4 separate regions of the Mus musculus genome follow, and regions 2, 3 and 4 are each linked to region 1. Evidence: chromatin contacts called from public HiChIP or PLAC-seq and promoter capture Hi-C data. All regions are on one chromosome and are shown on one strand. The core of a region is the stretch at or near the end of the contact, and the rest is flanking DNA. Distances in the headings are between cores, read along the strand shown.

Region 1 (3,055 bases), core at 158-2,657:
AAGGAAGAAGAAAAGAGGCTTCCGAAACACAAGAATAATTTCCAGAGGCTGGAGAGGTGGCTCAGTGGTTAAGAACTCTAGTTGCCCTTCCAGAGGACCTGGGTTCGAGTCCTAGCACTCTCACTACGTGGGCCCACATCTGCTTGGAAGTCCAGCCTCAGGGGATCTGACACCCTCTCCTGCCCTCCAAGGGCACCCACATAGATATACACATACACAGACGTATACACATAAATAAAAGTAGAAGATACAATCTTTTTTATTAAAAAAAAAGTCTCCAAGAAGCTCATTCTGAATAATTCTTAAACAGCATCAGTAGCTATTCATGAACTGGCTACATTATCAGATCCACTCTCTCCTGAAATCTCCTGCAACTTTCCAAGGTGCGCAACACTGTCTTCATCTTATAGCTGCAAGAATGAGAGTTTCCAGAAGCTGTGTGCTCTGCTCAAAACTCCAAGCTCCCGAGTGACAGATGTGGTGCTTGGCCCCTGTGCTGCCTGGCACCAAAGCTTACACAGTGTCCCCCTGCACTGCCTCGCAGCAGGTGGTGAACCCAAGACTGCGCTCTAGTCTTGGGACTCACAGCTGAAGGAACAGCCGGCCACCTCCGAGGGTCATCCCTGCCTGGAAAGAAAGTCCTGTGACTAGCTGTCTGCCTCCCATTGCCAAATCTTCCCTGATGACTTTGCTTTAAACCTTGGCATTTCATTGATTGCAGCTAAAAAAAAAGTTCTCGAACATTGTCAAAGAATTCAAACAATACTGGAGCTTCAAAAGGAAGAGAAAAATCTCCTTAACTACCGTTTCCTAACCCAGCTCTGTTCTGAGTGCAACCACTATTAACTCAGAAACCTTTTCCAGACGTTTCAACATTGTGTGTGCACATACGTGCGTGTGTCTGTGTGCATGTTGGATATTTTACTGACTTCTCACAGTTCAGTAATCTAATGTGTGGTTATTGTTGTTTTCCTAAATCATTGTCCCTTCTAGAATGCCATTTGGAACCCGATAAGGTTGGTATACTTTTAAATTAATCCTAATAGCACCTCACCAAATAAGCACCTACTACTGACTGCTTCCCAGGAGTCCTTGAGTTGTGGGAAGACAGGGCAACTGGCTGATCTCTTTATGGAGATCCCAGAGTCAGGGGGAAGGGCAGACAAGCTGTGGCAAGACACATGCTGTAGTAGAATCACAAGCAACCGGCTGAACTGCCAGGGCGGACAGAGTCCCCAGGCCAGGGAATCACTCATGTGCGGATTGTCTGGTGGCCGAGGGGGAGGGGAGAACGTGGGAGGGGGAAGGCAGGAGGCGGAATGTGGGCCGGGTCAAGTTTAGGATTACATGCACCACAGGGCGGTCTCCAGCCACGCTTTAAATAGCCAGCCCCTTCCCTGGCCCCCTGGAGAATTCTCCGACAAGACCTCAGGCAGAAACTTCACCAAGGTTCGGAATATTCTCTGCTCTTTCTCTCTTTTTCCTGTTTCTGGGCCTCAGAATGTAGGTTGGTGGGATCCATGGATTTACAACCATGATGTCCTCTGGATGGTGTTCTTGGTTCGCTCCTGGGTGTGCAGGTGCAAGCATTTTCTGCTATTCTCTTGACATTCTGAAAGGGGTGGCTCATGACTTAAGGGTGACAGAGGAGGGGTCGAGAATTCTAGTTGGAGAGGAGAATGATTGAGTTTCAGGGTGAATATAGAATTCATCTCTCCACTCAAGCCTCACAGCTGAGTCTACGCCAATGTTCCCACTGTCACAGACCAGCAAACTAAGGCTGCGTTACTCATTAACCTCAGGGGTCAGGCAGGGTGCTAGGGACGGCTGTGGTCTGAACCCGGCATGCCTGAACCCGTGCTTTCTCCACTGCTCCTGAGAAGCACGGGGCTAAGAGGCAGAAGGTTACTGCTTGGTTGCTGGAAGGGGGATGAGGCCAAGTGGGATGGCTTTGCCTCACAGGAAGGCATCCCTGTGATGGTTAGGAAGCGAGGCCAGGATCAGCATGAGGCCGAGAAGATCAGGTCAGTCAGGTGAGAAACAACACCTTGACTTTCACCTTCTTGTCCACAGCGAATTTGGATCCCACTCCCCAGCTTGTCAAATAATCAGAGATGTCTTCTATTCCTGGCCCTTTGGGCTGACTTTTCTGGTCCCTAGGGTTGCAGATAGAACCTAAGGGAAGTCTCTGGCTTGGAGAGGTTTCTGGTGAGAAGGTTCCATACTCTGAACTTGTTTGGGGGTTCGGAGAAAGCCCACCTGCTTAGTTCTCTACAAAGAGGCCACTCTAAATCAACCACAGGGCCTGAGTTACACAGTCTGAGCACCCAGGAATCACCTTAAGTTTATGTTATAGATCAAGTCCTTGGAGAAGCTGGGCCATTAGACCTTGTCTCAAAACAAACAAACAAACAAACAAACAAACAAACACAAAAACTAAAACAAAGACCTAAACAAGAGGAGCCATTGCACAAAGCGAGGAAGGAGTCACTAACATTAAGTGTGTTGATAAACCAAGGCAGCGAACAAGAGCTCATTGGTAGAACCAAAAGAGCAGTAAGTGCAGAGTGACTTCAAGTCTCCATACGATTGACTACCTAGGTGGCAACAGTGACTTGACTTAACAGAGCAGCGGCTGCAGGTATTTTATGTACCATCATTTTCTCAACAATGACAGGGTTGGTGTAGGAATTAAATGACCATGTGTGCAATGCTTAGTCCAGGGTAGCTGCTCATTAAGTTTAAAACACATCCGAATTTATTCTCAGTCTCAGTCTCAGTCTAGGATAGGGTGTTTCTAAGGTAGGGCTTCCTTTTCACGCCATCATCTTGGTTGTAACAGATTTTGATACCACTAGTGACAAAGAGAGGAAGGGAGCAGGGGAGGGAGGGAAGAAGGGCGGAGGTGGGAGAGAGGGGGAAGGGAGAGGAGAGGAGGCTAGGGAGGGAGAGGGGGAGACGTTTTTTCCATGTATGCCGATTCACTAGGAAATGGAGGGAGAAGAATGAGTTCCTGGACAGCTCAGCTCTCCCAGTCCAGTTCCGGGTTCCATCC
Region 2 (3,055 bases), core at 342-2,841, 1.3 Mb after region 1:
GAGGAGCAGGTAGTAAATATGGCAGTCAGCAAAGGGGCCCAATCAAAGAGGTTCTGGATCCAGTTTCCAGCCTGTCTCCCTTGCCCCTCCCTGTCCAATAGGCTTCCACTTCTGGACCACAGTCCAGGGGGAGTCCTTTGTTCCTATGTCCATTGTCTTGAGACCCCGGGGGTCATTACTAGTATCTGAGAGTCTCTGTCATAGTAAGTTTAAATACCTTAAATGCCATATTCAGCAGCTCTCTGATAGTATCTCTCAAGTGTATCTGAGTTAAATATCTATTTTTAGTTATTTGCTTTAAGTTGTTTCTTTTTTTTTTTAAAGATTCATTTATATGAGTACACTGTCGCTGTCTTCGGACACACCAGAAGAGGACATCAGATCCCATTACAGATGGTTGTGAGCCACCACCATGTGGTTGCTGGGAACTGAACTCAGGACCTCTGGAAGAGCAGTCAGTGATCTTAACCGATGAGCCATCTCTCCAGCCCTATTTGTTTTAAGTTATATCTTGAAACATAATTTTAAGCCAGTGATTCTCAATTTTTTTTTAATGCTATAATACTTTAGTATCCGAGTTCTTCACCAGACTGACTATGGTCATTGTTTTATTGCCTCATAAGACAGGAATTTTTCAGTCTCTGGTGTTAAGCTGTGACCCTAATTTTTAGTCTTTTATTTATGCATTAATAAAGATAACATACTAATAAAGACATTACAATAAAATATCTGATAAAATTTAAAATGTTTCATAGATTTATAAATGAAAACATTTTTTAAAAGCTGTTTTTAAAATGTCCAGTTTTGATTTTTTGTAAAATTCCAAAATTTTCGTTAAAGTAGTTTAAAATCTCTCAATTGTGTGTTTTTTGAAAAACAAAGTACCTTTTTAAAGAATGAAGACATGGAGCACAAACCGTAATTCTTAGAAGACAAAACCAAATTTTAACAGTATAAGCAACTTAGTGTTTTATTATAAAGGGGTTAGTTATTATAAGTTATTATAAGTGGGTTATTTTTATGTTACAAAGTTTAGTTGACAGCAAGAAAAGTTCTTGTATAAGAACGCATGGAGATACAGCTTAAATACCTCCTAGTTTTTTCTATAAACTTGGTTTTTAAGACAGATCAGAAATTATATAAAAATCTTATTCCAATTTAAAAGTATCTTTGGAGACCCGTTTCCTTGGCTGGTCCATCCCATGTGTTGGACAATGGCTCCAACCCTGAGTTACTGGTTTTAAGTTAACTTTTTGGTACAGATACTAAAAATTTTTAACCATATCCAACGACTTATGAGCCAATGATCTATAACCAATACATACAGAACACAGAACAGTCAGAAGCAAACACGCACTGGCCACATACATTTATACATTCAAAAACAGACAAAACTTCCCTTACTTCTTCCTGATCTGATTTCAAGGGAGGAGCGCCTTGCTGTTGCTGCCTGCAGAATCCAACGCTCATGGGCACCGTGGTTCTGTAGCGGGAGTAGGCACCGGCTTCCTGACCACAGAAAGCTTAAGAGCTGCTGGTTTCGCTTTTAGAGAAACTCGAACAGCTAGATCAGGCGGCAGGGGTTTGCATCAGGCGAGCAGGAGGCGGGGCTTTACCAGCAGTGCAGGACTCTCAGCTGCAGGCACAGTGCCAGTTTATCAGTTTTTGTTGTTATTATTATTGTTGTTGTTGTCCCGATTCGGCCGCTTCCCCCCACACCCCCCCCCGAAAATCCTTGAGATGGGTAAATACTAAGAGGTGAACAACCAGCAGATGAACTTTGGCCCGTTTTTCCAGATATAAAACACAGAGCAACATTCAAACTAAATGAAACCACAGACACAGACTGACAGACATGGGCAATCCAGCATGCCCAGAACCAGAAGCAAATGTTCCCTCAGTGGAAACCAGTGAAAAGCGGGCCGTCTCCTGTCCTCCTCTGACCCTCGGAGCAGTGCTGCGTCCACTTTCTCCTTTCTTGGGTCCTAGAGAGGCTCCACCAGAAAGCAGAATACAGGCTCACCTCCGGGAGTCCAGATGACTGAAAAACAGTCCGAGGTGCTGCTAATTCAGCTTAAGGGCTCAAGTAGGTTAGCGTTTGGTATCCAAATGTTAGGGTGTAAAAATCTAAAAATAAATAAATAAATAAGTCTGCCAAGTTATCCCACAAATTAGGATCTAGGGATAGAAGTCTTCCCTAGGAACTTGTCTTTGTGGTACATTCATCCTGTTCCTACTGTTTGGTTTATTCGACTGTGGTGGGAGACTTGCCTAGCAATCATGTCTCAACTTGCCAGACAGGATGTCAGTTCAACACTGAGGTCTTGGGAACTTAAACTTATTTGACCTCTGTTCAAAATGAAAGTTTTATTCAAAATGGCTTCAGTCTGGTCCCTTCTCTTTCTTTCTTTCTTTCTTTCTTTCTTTCTTTCTTTCTTTCTTTCTTTCTTTCTTTCTTTCTTTCTTTCTTCCTTCCTTCCTTCCTTCCTTTCTTTTTTTCTTCCTTCCTTCCTTCCTTCCTTTCTTTTTTTCTTTCTTTCTCCCCCCCCACCCCGCCAGACAGGGTTTCTCTGTAGCCCTGGCTGTCCTGGAACTCACTCTATAGACCAGGCTGGCTCAAACTCAGAAATCCACCTGCCTCTGCCTCCTGAGTGCTGGGATTAAAGGTGTGGGCCACCACACCAATATCCTTTCAACAAGGTTTTTACTATTTTTCTCTTCTTTTCTTCTTTTTTTCTCCTACTTTTTGAGACAAGATTTCTTTATGTGGCTCTGGCTGTCTATAACTCTCTATATAGACCACGCTAGCCTCAACTCAGAGTTCCACCTGCCTCTGCCTCCTGAGTGCTGGGATTAAAGGTGTGGGCCACCCCACCAATATCCTTTCAACAAGGTTTTTACTATTTTTCTCTCCTCTTCTTTTCTTTTCTTTTCTTCTTCTTTTCTCCTACTTTTTGAGACAAGATTTCTTTATGTGGCTCTGGCTGTCTATAACTCTCTATATAGACCACGCTAGCCTCAACTCAGAGTTCCACCTACCTCTGTCTCCCAAGTG
Region 3 (3,055 bases), core at 339-2,838, 1.0 Mb after region 1:
TTCATTCTTTCGTTAAACTTACACTGTGTATTCTTTATTTTTGATACACTGAGGTACTAGAACTATCAGGTCTCCCAAGTACTATTTGGCTTGGGAATATAAAAGTCCGACCATAATTTCTGCTAGGGGCTATCTCTAGTTTCATTAGATGAATGGATTTATCTCAGGAATTAATCCCAAACAAGTAAACAAAAGTCAAAAGTCTCAACCTTGGCCCCTGAAGTGGAGTTTTCTCTGGATTCTCTTCCCAGCATCTCTACATCACTTAACTCTGGGACCGAACAAATGCCACTCCACACACGGATAAAATGAAAGAGGTACAGAGAGGGTATTCTATCAACTTCAGTCTACCTTTCTCCCCACATCTTTTGCCAAAATATCAAAGCACTAAACAGATACAGACCCATGAATCCTCAATATCAGCATGTGAAGGAAAAAAAGTGGGTAAGGATTAGAGGCAGCATGGCACAGTTGTACAGATTACTGGAGTTATCTCACTGCACTCAGAGACGTAAGACCCTGTTACTTGCAATAGAGCCTTATATAAAACACGTTCATCAATTCGATGACCCCCTCATTTCCCCCAGATAATGAAACAGAGAGGGCCAATTTTAAAGTCTTTTCACCAGGGAAACTGCCATCAAAAACCTCGCAGGCACACAAATCTATCTTAAAATCCTCATTTTTCAATGAATGTTGTGAGTTCCAGATTCAGTATAGAAAGTGAAGAGAGCACACCGTTTAGGTGGCAAACTCAATCAAAAATTAAAACTAAGAGTCAAAGGCCACCCTAAACGTTCCCACCTTTTGGGTGTGGGTGTGTTTAAGGACTCAACTGGGGAAGACGCACACCGATGGGAAGGAACTAGAAATTAATATTGAGGTAGACATACTACTGGGCCTATTGGGTCAGGTGTTGGAAGAAGTCAATACCCTTGAGTATAAAACTCTGTTGCAGTAAGAATGGAGTGAGAAGCAAGGGTTGAGGGGCGCCTCGGAAAGACTCCCAGGGGTTCTTGTTCTTCACAGAAGCGTGATTAAAAAAAAAAAAATGCATTTCCAAAGAGAAATCAAACACACCAGGAGAAAGGGGTGGATACAGTGCTGTGCCCGAAGCGAGCGGACTTGGTAAGCAGGGAAATGTATATTCTAATAGTAGGGAGCCAAGCAGGGGAGGCACAGAAGTCGAGGAACTGGGAGATCGGGGAGCCCGGCGGAGCGCGAGAAGCAGGGAGATAACCAGACAGCATGCTCGGATGGAAGGACCAAAGTCGGGGAAGGGAGAAATGAATGAGAAGCGGTCAGAGGCAACGAGGTGACGGACAGACAGCACCGAGCACAGCGAGCGCAAAGCACGAAGACCGGGACGCGCAGCACCCAAGCACCGCAAAGCGCAGCAGAGCGGGAGGCAGGAGCGCGGCTGGGGGAGGTACCTGGGCGTTGCACACGCCGAGGTGGCTGAGGAAACATCCCCGCGCCGCCGAGACCCCGGGATGCGGCCCCTCCCCGGCCCGCGGCCGCCCGGTTACCTTCGCGCCCGGCTCCGCACCCGAGTCCTCGCGGGGGGCGTCCACCTCAGGGGCGGGGGAGGGGGGGGGGGTCGCTCGGCCTCGGCGGCGGCGCGCCGCCTCCTCCCCTTCCTGGAGGGGCGGGGGCCCAGGCGCGGTGGGAGGTGCCCGGCGCGGCCGCCGCTCCCCGCCCCTCCCGCCGTCCGGGTGCTGGCCGCGCCGCGGCTCCGCCAGGCCGGGGGCTCGCGCGGGCCTGTCACTTCCTGCCCCGCCGCGAGGGTGGGGGGCCGAGGCCGGGGGGCCGCGGGCCGGCGGGGAGGGGGCTGCGGGGAGGTGCTTCCGGGGCAGCCGACCCCTCCTCCGGCCCGCCCCCTCCCCGCGCCCGCCCTCGCGCGCGTCCCTCGCTTCCTGTCGGCGCCCGTTGCCATGGCGACGCTGCTCCCCGGCCTCCGCGCTCTAGGCCCGAGTGGGGTTTTTTTTGTTTGTTTTTCTTTTTCTTTTCTCCCCCTGGCTCTGGCTCTCTTTCTCCTCCTTTCTTCCCCCCTTCTCTCTCTTCGAATTCCGCTCGCCGTCTGAAAGCAGACGTCTAAGAAAGCGCTGGCCTCTAGAGGGGGACTCACCTCGGAGAAGAGAGGGAGATGGGGAGAGGGGAGGGAAGTGACGTGAAAGGGGGGGAAAAAAAGAAGGTATTTTCTGCAGCTTCTGGGAATAGGGGCTCGAAAGAAAGGATCAAAGGGACCAGCAGGCACAGAGGGAGGAAGCGGAGCAAAGACCCTTGAGAAACGACGGCCTGTGAAAGGAAATAGAGCAAAGGGAAGGGAAGAGGAGAAAAGAAAAACTTTGAGATAGAGGGAACGGCGAGAGAATGCTGAGTGTTTAATCCCTCGCCCCAACTCCAAGAAGGCGGGAAACAACGCCGCACAGAAACTGAACCCGTTAGAAGCAGCAGTTCATTAAAAAGCAGGAACCTGAAGCAACTTGCTTTGAATAATACTTAAGTCTGTGACGTCAGGGTTGATTGTGTGCTTCGGAATCTCTTTAAGTCACACGCACACGTGAAAGAATCACAACGCCCAAAACAATGGAAAAGGCGGGGTGTAAAGAGATGAACAATGGTGCTGCCTTTGGGAAGGCTGAGCATATGGTGGGGGAGGCCCGTTTTATTTGCAACACAAATTTAACAGGATTTAATTATTCTCAGTCTCTCAGAGCTCTTAGAACACCTACTGTGTGCTGGCCACTCTTGGAAGCTTTTTTTTTTTTTAAACCAGAGCATTGTTAGCAAAGACAGCTGCTCTCCTTAACCTTTTACCTGCCGTAGGGTGTTACCTTGTGATAATAGCTGGGATTTGTATCTTTTGCTAACCTCAGCCATAATTAGTTGTTTTCTTGAGCCCACTCTAGATTGAAAACCCAGGTGTAATTAATTTGTATTTAAGGGGGGGGGGGGGGGGAGAGGCATTCTCATTATAAATTGATGCATTTGTGTTTGTTTCAACTCCCTCTCTTAATTGGTATAGCCAGATCTCCGTAAAGTAAGATCTTTA
Region 4 (3,055 bases), core at 316-2,815, 1.0 Mb after region 1:
AATTTCCCTTCTTGTTTCTTCTTTGAGCACAACTACTAACAAACCGTAACCACCACCACCACCCCCAATGATCAACAACCACCCCTGCCTCTCTGCACATACCCTCTGAAAAGTTCTCAGAATTCCAAATACCACCACAGAAACTATCAAACATATTTGCCTTGTGCTCTAGCAGGGACTAGCAAAAACCACGTCCCCTGTCAGAGCACAAGGCAAATATCATAGCCAGCTGTTGTGGACAATCTGAAGCAGCCCCAAATCCCACACCTGGGATCAAAATGGAAATATGTTCTTAAAATTGTTTTCTGTGTTAAAGAAGCCAAAATTCCAAAATTCTCACTACAGACCATCACAGAAAACCATGACAGGACACGGTGCAGAGATCAGCAGGTGGTGAGGGGCCTAGCCACAGTGGCTACCTCTACATCACAGCTCCTGCATCTATGACTCAGGACACATAAAAAAAGAGGGGGGCTGGAAAAACCGTAAGAGCTGCAATACCAGGATGTCTGGTGTGAAACAGTCTCATAGAAATGGTGGCAAAAACAAGATCTAAACAATGGCGATATCAATATGCTAACAGAGAAGTGAGGCTATGCCATACAAAGTGATCATCCTTGAAATCATGTACATACAAACATAAACAGATTCAGCAGGTTGTAGTGTATCTATGCAAATATTTGTAACTATAACAATTAAAGAAGATGAGACCATCAGTCTGAGTGGGGGACATGGGGAGAGCTGGGTGAAGGGGCCTTCGAAAGAAATGGAAGAAGGAAAAAGTCAGAAGAAGGGGAAGTAATTATACTTTAATTAAAATGTATTAAAACTTTTAAGTTAACTTTTTTAAAAAGTATAGGACACTACGGTGTTAGCAGTTTAAGCACAGTTCTACCTCTGACATGAATCCCTATCTAAGCAGAGTGAGGGAGGTGCATGCAAAAGCACGTGAGAGTAAAAGGGGCATGAGCAGCTAAAGCCAAAAGAAACTTCAGAGGAAGAAATGAGTAACCTGGAGAGCGAATCCAGGAAGCCGCAATTGTTTCAAACCAAGCTCTAAGAACAACTAGGGCTTGAGAAGTGGATAATAAATCCAAGGAGTCTTCAAATGACCTTACCAAAGGCACAAAGACACGGGTCCCCCCAAACTGAAGTACAGGCTAGAGGGCCGGCACACATAGGGCAGGCGCCTTTGATATATGCCTTTGACAGTATGCTTATCTAGCAAGATGCCACAATAGGAAAATTCATTGCCCAGGTAACAGTAACAATAGTTATGTCCCGAAAGAATTAGAAAATTCTGAACAAAGAAAATCAAGACAGGCAGGACCTATAACATTCCACTGTCTGGGTAGCAGAGTCAACTGCAAACCAGAAGCGAGCCCAGCCGACTGATGGCTAAACAGCGCCTCACAGAGGCCACCAAGGTAGCAGAAGAGTCCTAGAAACTACAACTCCCAGAGAGCTTCGGGCGAGGGAACTACAACTCCCAGCAAGCCCAAGGAGCGACACTCTTTGTAGTTCCACAGATCGCCCTCACGTACTGTCTTCAGACCTATTGGGACACCTGGCGCATGACCCCGCGTGGATGAGGAGCGCCCGCCCAGAGTCCCTGGAGGCGGAGCTCGAACCTCATTGGTAGAAAGGCGACCCGAAAAGAAGAAACTGATCTTGACAATCTCCGAGTGATTGGAGTTGATGGGACCGGGGAACAGCGAACTAGGCTGCTGACCAATCAGCGTCCAAAAGAGAGACCAGGGAACCAAGGTTCTGCGGTCACACGCCGCGGAGTCTAGTGGGAGGAGCAGTTGCTCAGCAGGCTCTCGCTGCTTCCTGTTTCCGGCTTCTGGAGCGGGGCGCATTGAGGCGCCTAGGGAAGCGCTGGCTTCAGAGAGGAATCGAGGGACTGGGGTCTGCGCCCCCGCACCCCTGATCTCCGGACGCGTCTTCCAACCTCAGAGACACATTCTTGGGGGCTTCTGAGCCGCGGTTGCTCTGTTTTCCCGTGACACGTGAGTGTTGGGGGCGTGGAGGAAGCGGGCTGGGGTCCTCGCACACCTCTGTACTGAAGGAGGTGCGGACCAGGACTCTCGCTTGGCCGTGGTTCTGGCTGGAGATCCTGCTAGGGAGCCCTAGGGAGGACTTGAGGCAAAAGGCATGAGAACGGAGAACGCCAGACTTCTAGGAGTGAGGAAGAGGAGTTCCAAGATCAGAGAGGGATTTGAGATGTTTTGAAGGTTGGAAAAGGAAAGTGCTCATGTGTGAAGTGTTAACTGGATTCTTGTAGAGAGAATTTTGACCTGTATCGTGGGAGTAAAGTGGCGTCATGGCGTCATTTGGGGGTAAGGTATGACTTTGAGTAGATAGAAGGCGAGAATTTCCAGACTCCTGGAAGAAGTTCGAGGAAGGTCTGTTAGCATGGTGTGGAAAAGAGTGACAAGAGTGTCTTGTGTTTCTGTGGAGACTTTGAAGCACAGAACTACCTCCTTGGGGCACTTTAAACATTGGGCCTTTCTGCCAGTTGAGACTGATCTTAAACGTGTTGGCTGCAATGAACCAGGAGGAAGAAAATAAAGCCCTCCATTAGAAAATGGAAAACGGCCATGAGTGGAAAAATGCGTGCAGGGCTGAATGAGGTCAGCAGTTTCCCAACCCCTAACTTAGTCACTCGGCGTCCTATAGAGAATGTTTCAGCATTGCCACTAGATCTGTCTCTATAGAATAAGAAAGGGGAATTCTCAAGAGCCTAAGATCCTGTTTTACAGCGTCTGAGAGTTATAAGTGCTTGCACTCTGGGGATCTCTTTGGACCATGCTAAATAGGAACTGCCCAGCTTTCAGTTTTATCCTGCTCTCTATTTGGGCCTGTATTTATCAGAAGTTTGACCACAAATGCCTTCATGGCATTAAGTCATCCAGGTTGATTTAATATTTGTGTAGCCTAGGACAAGTAACTCAGTGAGCAACTCTAAGCGTCAGACCCCTCATCTTTTCTAGGCTGTGTAACTAACACAATGCAGGCATAGCATTTCAAACATACACCACACTGAATCAAG

Evidence for each region. Promoter capture Hi-C pulls out the DNA fragments that hold promoters and counts their contacts. HiChIP or PLAC-seq counts read pairs in DNA pulled down with a chosen protein or histone mark.
Region 2: a promoter capture Hi-C map of hippocampal neurons shows a contact between it and region 1, with 3 times the contacts expected there. The contact joins the promoter of Apobec1 here to the promoter of Slc6a13 in region 1. A contact is called at or near these places in 2 of 39 promoter capture datasets (hippocampal neurons and liver).
Region 3: a promoter capture Hi-C map of liver shows a contact between it and region 1, with 2.2 times the contacts expected there. The contact joins the promoter of Phc1 here to the promoter of Slc6a13 in region 1. A contact is called at or near these places in 5 of 39 promoter capture datasets (cranial neural crest, frontonasal cranial neural crest, hippocampal neurons and 2 more).
Region 4: an H3K4me3 HiChIP or PLAC-seq map of stem cell-derived neural progenitor cells shows a contact between it and region 1, with 5 times the contacts expected there. The contact joins the promoter of M6pr here to the promoter of Slc6a13 in region 1. A contact is called at or near these places in 14 of 39 promoter capture datasets (the 3T3-L1 cell line, 3T3-L1-derived adipocytes, the SN4741 cell line and 8 more), 1 of 484 Hi-C or Micro-C datasets (embryonic stem cells) and 3 of 115 datasets of contacts at active chromatin or transcription factors (embryonic stem cells, pro-B cells and stem cell-derived neural progenitor cells).

The regions. Positions count from the first base shown.
Region 1 is chr6:121,298,881-121,301,935 of GRCm38.p6, forward strand. It overlaps Slc6a13 (solute carrier family 6 (neurotransmitter transporter, GABA), member 13), which reads left to right and starts at 1,408. Exons shown (of 15, transcript NM_144512.3): 1 at 1,408-1,449.
Region 2 is chr6:122,600,853-122,603,907 of GRCm38.p6, forward strand. It overlaps Apobec1 (apolipoprotein B mRNA editing enzyme, catalytic polypeptide 1), which reads right to left and starts at 1,592. Exons shown (of 8, transcript NM_001134391.1): 1 at 1,405-1,592.
Region 3 is chr6:122,338,069-122,341,123 of GRCm38.p6, forward strand. Phc1 (polyhomeotic 1) reads right to left here and starts at 1,589. Exons shown (of 16, transcript NM_001355215.1): 1 at 1,530-1,589; 2 at 404-412. The coding sequence starts at 407.
Region 4 is chr6:122,307,155-122,310,209 of GRCm38.p6, forward strand. It overlaps M6pr (mannose-6-phosphate receptor, cation dependent), which reads left to right and starts at 1,566. Exons shown (of 7, transcript NM_010749.7): 1 at 1,566-2,012.